Regions from separate parts of the Mus musculus genome. Here regions 2 and 3 are each linked to region 1. Evidence: chromatin contacts called from public Micro-C and promoter capture Hi-C data. All regions are on one chromosome and are shown on one strand. The core of a region is the stretch at or near the end of the contact, and the rest is flanking DNA. Distances in the headings are between cores, read along the strand shown.

What was found. Hi-C and Micro-C count contacts between places; a contact is called where the count stands out from the background. Capture Hi-C pulls out chosen DNA fragments and counts their contacts.
Region 2: a promoter capture Hi-C map of adipose tissue shows a contact between it and region 1. The contact joins the promoter of Rnf187 here to the promoter of Jmjd4 in region 1. A contact is called at or near these places in 1 of 39 promoter capture datasets (cranial neural crest), 1 of 484 Hi-C or Micro-C datasets (CD4 T cells), 4 of 115 datasets of contacts at active chromatin or transcription factors (bone marrow-derived macrophages, embryonic stem cells, extraembryonic endoderm stem cells and 1 more) and 1 of 9 other capture datasets (adipose tissue).
Region 3: a Micro-C map of embryonic stem cells shows a contact between it and region 1, with 4 times the contacts expected there. The contact joins the promoter of Obscn here to the promoter of Jmjd4 in region 1. A contact is called at or near these places in 1 of 39 promoter capture datasets (neural stem cells), 1 of 484 Hi-C or Micro-C datasets (embryonic stem cells) and 1 of 115 datasets of contacts at active chromatin or transcription factors (bone marrow-derived macrophages).

Annotation. Positions count from the first base shown.
Region 1 is chr11:59,448,764-59,451,321 of GRCm38.p6, forward strand. It overlaps Jmjd4 (jumonji domain containing 4), which reads left to right and starts at 1,282. Exons shown (of 6, transcript NM_178659.6): 1 at 1,282-1,749; 2 at 1,912-2,077. The coding sequence starts at 1,482. Snap47 (synaptosomal-associated protein, 47) reads right to left here and starts at 1,271. Exons shown (of 5, transcript NM_144521.3): 1 at 1,152-1,271.
Region 2 is chr11:58,937,624-58,940,181 of GRCm38.p6, forward strand. Rnf187 (ring finger protein 187) reads right to left here and starts at 1,283. Exons shown (of 4, transcript NM_022423.2): 1 at 772-1,283. The coding sequence starts at 1,161.
Region 3 is chr11:59,135,104-59,137,661 of GRCm38.p6, forward strand. Obscn (obscurin, cytoskeletal calmodulin and titin-interacting RhoGEF) reads right to left here and starts at 1,272. Exons shown (of 104, transcript NM_001171512.2): 1 at 291-1,272. The coding sequence starts at 1,272.

The DNA of each region.
Region 1 (2,558 bases), core at 32-2,531:
TCACCTCCCTAAGCACATAGGATCCTCTGAATGGGTCTTCTAGGGATGCTGTGGACATGACTGATGAGACACTGACCACTGATGACCCACTCAACCTTTAGCCCTAGAAGCTGAGGGCTGGGTTCAAAGTCCCCACCCTCTGATCCTACTCAGGTCTTTCAGTGAGCCATTCCATCTGGAATCTACCCTACTGGCTGTTGGATGGTGTTGGACTCATTAGCATGCAAAATGGCATTTATCAACTCAACCTGTCCAGGAATTTTAAGAATTGTAGGCCAATTGTAGGAGGAGATTTTAAAAAATCTAAAATGGTGTTTCCAAATATAACATGCTGCCAATGCAGGAAAAGAGGGAAGAGAGGGAGGGGGTAACAGGGATAAAATGTATAAACACATGCATACCTGGAAAAAACTGGCTCAATACCAGAGTTAGTGATTACACGTGAATGGAATTCTGGGTGCGTTGGGGTTTTATTGTTGTTGTTATTGTAACCTGGCTTTTTTTCTTTTGGAGCTAAGTCATGATTTGTGGTTCATTTTGGCTTAGAACCTCGGAACCTTTCCGTTTCAGCATCCCCAATACTGGGATTATAGGCGTGCACCACGAGTCCTGGCATCGATGTTTCTCGTCACTTGAATTTCTCTATGAGCTGTCATCTCTACCATGACCTAGCCGCAACACAGCTCCAGACAAGCGTCACGATAAAGGCCACAACAGGCGAGTTTGGCCAAACAACCCTCCTCCGCCTCGTTTCTATCCTTCCCCTCTTCCCAATGCATACATACCTCTCTACCTGAACCTCAGCATCTCCCCCCCCCCGCCCCCCAAAAAAGCTCATTTTCTCCTTTTAATTTTTCCTCGTTCTATTTCTAAGGAAACATCACAATCCTTTAAAAGGTTCCTCCACAATCTATCCAAGACACTCGGGAACATCACCCCCACCCCCCACCCCGCCGCCCAACCCCGCCGCCCCACCCCCACCCGCCGCCCCACCCCCACCCCGCCGCCCCACCCCCCGCGGATCCTGACCGCCCGCTCTGCGCCCCAGCATCCTCTCAGGACCCAGTCATCCTTTGAGGTTTGAGACTGATGTTCATCTCCTGTGTCGGTGGCGGGCTCCGGTACTGGCTAGCTGCGCGGTAGCAGCTCACCTGAGGCAAGAGGAGCACGCAGAAGACGCAATGGCACGCTCCACTGGACCACCAGACAGAGACGCCAGCAGCTGGGGAGCAGGTCAGCCACTCGGCGAGCGCTTGTACGCCTGCGCGAGAGGGCGGGGCCGCGTAGGCGCGCACGCGCACACCCTGGGAGCCCCAAGGCCCGCGTTCCTGCTGGAATGTCGCACCTGTGGCTTTTCGTTCCGGGCTCTTTCTCTGTGGTTACCACTCCGAGCTGATTTTAGGGGGTTTCTCAGCCTCCGGTCCCTATTTGGGGTGTAGCGAGAAGCCGGACTGGGCCTCTGGGGTCAGGTTTCCCGGTGGATGGATCGGGAGACACGCACCTTTGCCGAGCGGTACTACCGGGACCTCCGAGACCCAGTCCCTAGCGGCGGTGGCGGCCCCACACCCAGCGGCGTGACCTTCATTCAGACCCCGAACGCCTTCTCCTATGCTGACTTCGTGAAGGGCTTCCTGCTGCCTAACCTGCCCTGCGTGTTTTCTAGCGCCTTCACCGAGGGCTGGGGCAGCAGGCGGCGCTGGGTGACCTCGGAGGGAAAGCCTGACTTCGAGTATCTGCAGCAGAAGTATGGTAGGAGGGCGCAGACGGGAGGTATAGACCCCGGCATGGGAGGGCGGCCGGGGCCGGACAGACTAGTGGAGTCTGGATAATTCGGCCAGAGGGTGGCCGGACCCCAAGATGGTGAACTACGTGTATGACTCTGCCATTTCTGTGCTGACTCTCTCGCTGCAGGAGACGCGGTTGTACCGGTTGCCAACTGTGGAGTGCGAGAATACAATTCAAACCCCAAGGAGCACATGTCCTTCCGCGACTATATCAGTTACTGGAAGGACTACATCCAAGGGAGTTACTCCTCTTCGCGGGGCTGCCTCTACCTCAAGGACTGGCATCTGTGCAGGTAATAAGACAGGACGGCGCATGGCCATTGGGCACTTACCCTAAGCAGCTAGTGCAGCCAGTCCAGGTGGAGCACGCCCACTGCACTCAGAGGGGCTACCTCTACAGCAGAGTTCTAATGTGTATCACAGAACTGATGCGAAGATGTGGGGAGATCAACATAGCGAGCCAGGTAGACTATTATGGGGAAGGTAAGTCTTTCGTACATCTTGTATGGGTACAGGCGGCCTGGTGTCTCCTTCCTCTTCTGTATTTTTGAGCTGGTATCTCAGATCCTCTGGGGCTGTCCTCTCTGCAACCCCACTGAGAGGACGCTTGTTCCTTCTACGATTGCTCTGGGGATTCTTGCCATCCCCTGGGCCATTCTAAGCTCTCTAAAGGGACAAGTGACCTTTCCGCAACCACTCTTGTCCCACTTTGGAAACCCCTTTACTCTTTAAAGACACATTCAATACTCTCCCTTATCAGCTTCCACTTTTCTC
Region 2 (2,558 bases), core at 33-2,532, 510 kb before region 1:
GTGTTCTTCACAACTTATTCCAGAGGCTCATGGTGCATCATTGCAGAACATAAGGATAACAGCACCCTCAAACACGCTAAGCTACGATTTTCTCTCCTGTCGGGCGGAGACCACGGCTTTCCTACCTGGCTATTCAGACATCTCTCTCTGGGTCAGGGATGATACTCTATCTAGATCCCTGCAACCCATCTTCACACAGAGTCTAATAGTCGGTTTCTGCCCGGTGGCAGGTGCTACGTGCAATGACCAAGAGAGTATAGCAGAGAAGGTTCCTGAATGAGGTGGACCGACAGCCCCTCAGAGGGCTGCAAATGGTAACTGGTAGACCAAAGACCACTCTCAGGTCTCCATAAGCAAGTGGATGGGCGGGGCTTGCACCGATGAAATCACACCGGGATAGGAGCAAGAGGCCTTGAGGAATGGGATCGGGACTTGAGGGGAATTCGAGAAAAATAGAAGTCTTAAGGTTGTATAGAGATAAGGCACAGCTAGGCCAGAGACCTGGGATGAAAGGGGGACGGAGGAGCATGCGCTAGAGATAATAGCTCGAGGGACATAGCAGGGTCCGGGAGACAGATAATAGAGATGAAGGAAGGCAGAATCACGGACTCCAGGATCCAAGAGCCCCTAGCATGGCAGGGTCCCCGGGGAAGGGAGGGTGCTGGGCACCCATGGGATGCGGGAGAGGGAAGAGGAGGTCAGCACACTGATCGAATGCCTGACTCCAGGTAAGCCACAAAGGTGGACAGTGTGCAGGGGCCCCTCGCGCACCTTGCCGCGCAGGGCCTTCCTCCAGCGCGGTTCCCACTCCGGCGGCTCCGGGCCAGCGGCCATGCGGCAGGCGGAGCACAGCGGATCCCCGTCGGCGCGACAGAGCAGCTGCAGCGCGGCCTCGCTGGCAGGGCCATCGCGCGCCGGCGCCGCGGCCGCCTCCTCGAGAGCCAGGAGGCGGCGGCTGAGCGGAGGGCGGCTGGGCTCTACGGCGCGCTGCCAGCAGTCATCGGCACACTCCGGGCACGGGAAGGGCCCGTCCTCCTCGGCCCAGAAGCGCACCACGCACGCCCGGCAGAAACGGTGGCCGCAGTCGGCGCGCACCGGTTCGCGGGGCGCGCGCTGACACAGGGCGCAGATGGCATCAGCTGGGCCCGCGGGGAGCGCCAGGGCTGCGGGCGGCGGCGCCGACGAGGGCGCGGGCGGAGAGGGCGCAGAAGGGCCGAGGACCGGCCGGAGATCAAGGCCGACGAGCCTCAGCCTACGACTCAGACCCAGACTGCGCCAACGCCGGGCACGCGCGCGCGCGGGGCGGGGTCCTGGCTGCCGTGCGCTCTGACGTCCAGGTCCTGGCAGCTGCGCATTCCTCCATCCAGGTCCTTGCAGCTGTGCGCTCTCATTTCAGGTTCTGGTATTCGCTCATCGCCCTGCCCATGATTGAGCAGCTGAGCTCTCTTCCACACTGGTTCCCGTAGCAGCTCACGACCTTTGTCCTGATGGTGTCAGTCGCGGGCTCCAAACCCAGATCCTTACAAAGATACTCCCTGTGTCCTATAAGATTACTCATCCTGCAGGGTACTGCCCCAACATCATGAATAATTGCCCATCTCCCACAGATAATTTGGGAGGTGGTCTGTCAGGAAAGGCTTTTCCAGGGTGACTTATCGCTATACCTTCAGCCCTGAAGCAGGATAAAACTGGCTAGGTAGGCAGATGCCTGTGTAGTCAACCAGGAGTATGACCAAATTAAGATAGCGACATAAAATGAAGTCAGGGAGTCTCACTGTGCACACAGAACAGCAGCACGTTTTGCAGGAAAGCACTCTAAAGAATATTGTGTTAATACAGCTGTAGTCAGCTATCTGCAATGTGTGACTCTTCAGACTGAGATTGCGGATATAACTGTAAATGTGACTGTGGTGGTTTGAATATGCTTGGCCCAGGGAGTGGCACTATTAGGAGGTGTGGTCTTGTTAGAGGAAGTGTGTCACTGTGGCCGTGGGCTTTGAGACCTCACTCTTAGCTGCGGGAAACAGTCTTTTGACTGCCTTGGATCAGGATGTAGAACTCTCAGTTCCTTCTCCAGAGCCTTGTCTGCCTGGATGCTGTCATGCTTCCTGCCTTGATAATGGACTGAACCTCTAAACATGTAAGCCAGCCCCAGTTAAATGTTCTTTATAAGAGTTACACTGGTCATGGTGTCTCTTCACAGTAATGAAACCCTAACTAAGACAGTGATGTTGCCATTTATATGCTCCAAACACTATGGCAGCAGCCACATCTGTACTAAAGCTATACAGCCCTTTTCTGGTCATTATTTCCTAGACAATAGAATGAAGATTTGCACAGTATTCACATCCTGTTAAGTATCATAAGTCATCTAGGAAAAAAATATTACATAGAAAGATGCATGTAAATATTATGATGTTTTAGCTGGGTATAATGATACATGCTTTTAATCACAGCACTTAGGAATTAGAGCTGGCAGTTCTCAGTGAGTTCCAGGCCAGTTTGTCTACACAGTGAGTTTCAGGCCAATCAAAGCTATATAGTAAGACCCTGTCTCA
Region 3 (2,558 bases), core at 22-2,521, 310 kb before region 1:
AGCAGGCGCTACGTGAGGTAGGGGTGTGCAGGGAGGGATGTAGAGGTAGTGACTGGGACTTTACGATGGTTCAGGCCAGAGGCCATCATCGCCAGTGTGTTTTGAGGAAGGAGAGAGCCGCTCAGACCTCCAACTCAGGATGTAGCCACGCGACCTTAGCAGATCTTTGCACCAGGTCATCTCCTGGAAACGCAGCTGGTGCTCAAGTGAACGCACGAGGTGCGGGGAGGAGGGGGTTGTCCAGAAAGAGCTTCAGCCCTGCGCATGTGTGGGGCTACAAGCTTGCTCACCTCTCACGACCACCAGCACCGAGCTGTAGGTCTGGCCCACGAGGTTGGACGCTGTGCAGGTGTAGAGGCCGCGGTCGGACTGCTTGCAGAAAAGAATCTTAAGGACGAAGTTCTCTTGCTCGTCCTCATACACTACGTGTCGCCGGCCCTCGGTCACCAGCTGCCCGTCCTTCTTCCACACTGTCTCGGGCTTGGGCTCGCCGGTCACAAAACAGCTGAGGCGCGCGTGTTTGCCTTCGGTCACCGTGCAGGTGCGCGTGCCAGCGCCGGGTGGAGAAGGGGGTATGCCCTCTGCGCGCATGGCCTCCCGCCGCTGCTGCAGGTGCGCCAGGAGCGTGGCGGTGGAGGTGCCGGGTGGTCCGGCAACCTCGGCGTCCGAGTCCACCACCAGAGCGGCGGCAGCGCTGGCAGAGCCCAGCGGATTTTCTGCTCGGACTTCGTAGGTGCCACCATCGCGAGGCCTTGCCGAACGGATGCGAAGCGCGCTCGACTCCCCGTGTTCTTCCACACGCACATGGGGGGCATCGGGTGGGCCCAGGCGCCGCCCATCTTTGGACCAGCTCACAGCAGGTTGTGGTGAGCCTCCAACGCGACATCGGAAGGTGGCGTCTGCGCCCTCGCGCACGCGAATGGATGTGGGCCGCAGCAGAAAGTGGGGCGCCTGCTCGGCACACGTGCCCTCCGAGTCCACTCGCAGGCCGACGGCGGCGAAGGCCTCCCCTATGGCGTTCCTCGCGCGACACACATACTGCCCGCTGTCACCTAGCGCCAGATCGAGAATTGTGAGGCGGTACACATCCCCGTCCTGGGCCAGGCGGAAGCGCGCTCCTGCCTCTACTGGCTGCCGGTCCTTCTCCCAGCTCACGTGTGGCGTGGGGTTGCCCACGATCTGGCAGCTCAGCGTGGCATCCTTGCCAACAGATACCACAAAGGCCTTTGGCCGCGTCAGGAAGCGGGGTGCTCCGCTGAAGGAGTGGTCCATTATGTCAGTGGGGTTGGGGGACTACAAAAGACAAGAAATGAAGGGCATGATGGTGTTGAGACTAGCCAGTCGCCTGTACCACATTCTACCCTCTTCCTCCTCGTTCAGTGTCACCAGGAGAGGCCAATTTAACCAAGTAGGCACCTCCTCACCAGGTCTCCATTACTCCTCCACTCCCAACCCACTCAAGTGCCTCCGAAGTCCAGCAGTTCAGATTGGCCCCTTTCTGTGACTTGAAAGTCTAGGATCTTCAGTTACCTTGATGTGCCTCCATTCTATGACCAACTCCAGTCTCACGACCCAAAGTGATGTCCCTTAAATTCCAAACTAGGAAGTCCTCTTGACTCCTGAGGGAACATATTCTTCAACCAGCAGGGAAAGAGAGGAGCCATCAACCTCACCTGAAGTGGGGCTCATGCTAACAAAAGGGGCCTCACTCACTGGGCTGCATATAACCCACTAGCACCTGTCTTCCCTCACACTGCCAATCCTCTGGGAAAACCTGGCCCCAGGTAAGAGCAGGGTGTAGGAGCAGTGTAGCCAATGGCTGCAAAGAGTGGCAGGAGGGTCCCTATAGTCTGGGACCAGTACAGCCAGATTCTCTCTCCAGGAGCTAGGAACCAGCTAGCTCCAAGGCCTAGCTCTCCTGGGTCCTGATGGCCTTGTCACTATTCAGTCCTTAGCATGGTCCTGCCAACGTGGGACACCCCACCCCCCACCTGCAAGAACGACATAGCATGCCTCAGTCCTCCTAGGAATCATCACTACCCAAATAAGGCTGGCCTCTGCCCAATCAAGACAGCCCCAGCCAAGCTGCCACTGATCCAGCGAGTGGCTGAAATTACCCGCCGGCCCCAGGTCTCATATAGGAACAATGGGCACTGAGGCTGGCTCAACAGGCTAACTTCCTCCACCTCTGGCAGACATGGGTACCCCAGTGCAGAGACCTCAGCCTCTGCATCTGCTCTGCTTTGACACAGCCTCCGGTCTCTCAGCCTGGGCTGCCTGACACGGGACCAGCCAGTTGATGGGTTTGTGTTCCCTGACCCTCCGGCTCTCAGTCCTGTGATTCAGGTAGCTAATCCTCTAATCCTCTTCCAGGAGACTGATCCTGAACCAGGGCTGGGCAGCACTGGCCGGTTTGCTGACTCACTGTCCAGTCAGCACCTCTGTCCCCCACCTACAAACAGGCCCTGTCTCTTAGGGTTAGGATAGGGCTGTCGGGCCGCACCAACTGGGGCCCAAGTCCAGCCCCTGGAGCTGCCTTTCAGCATCTGTTCCATAGA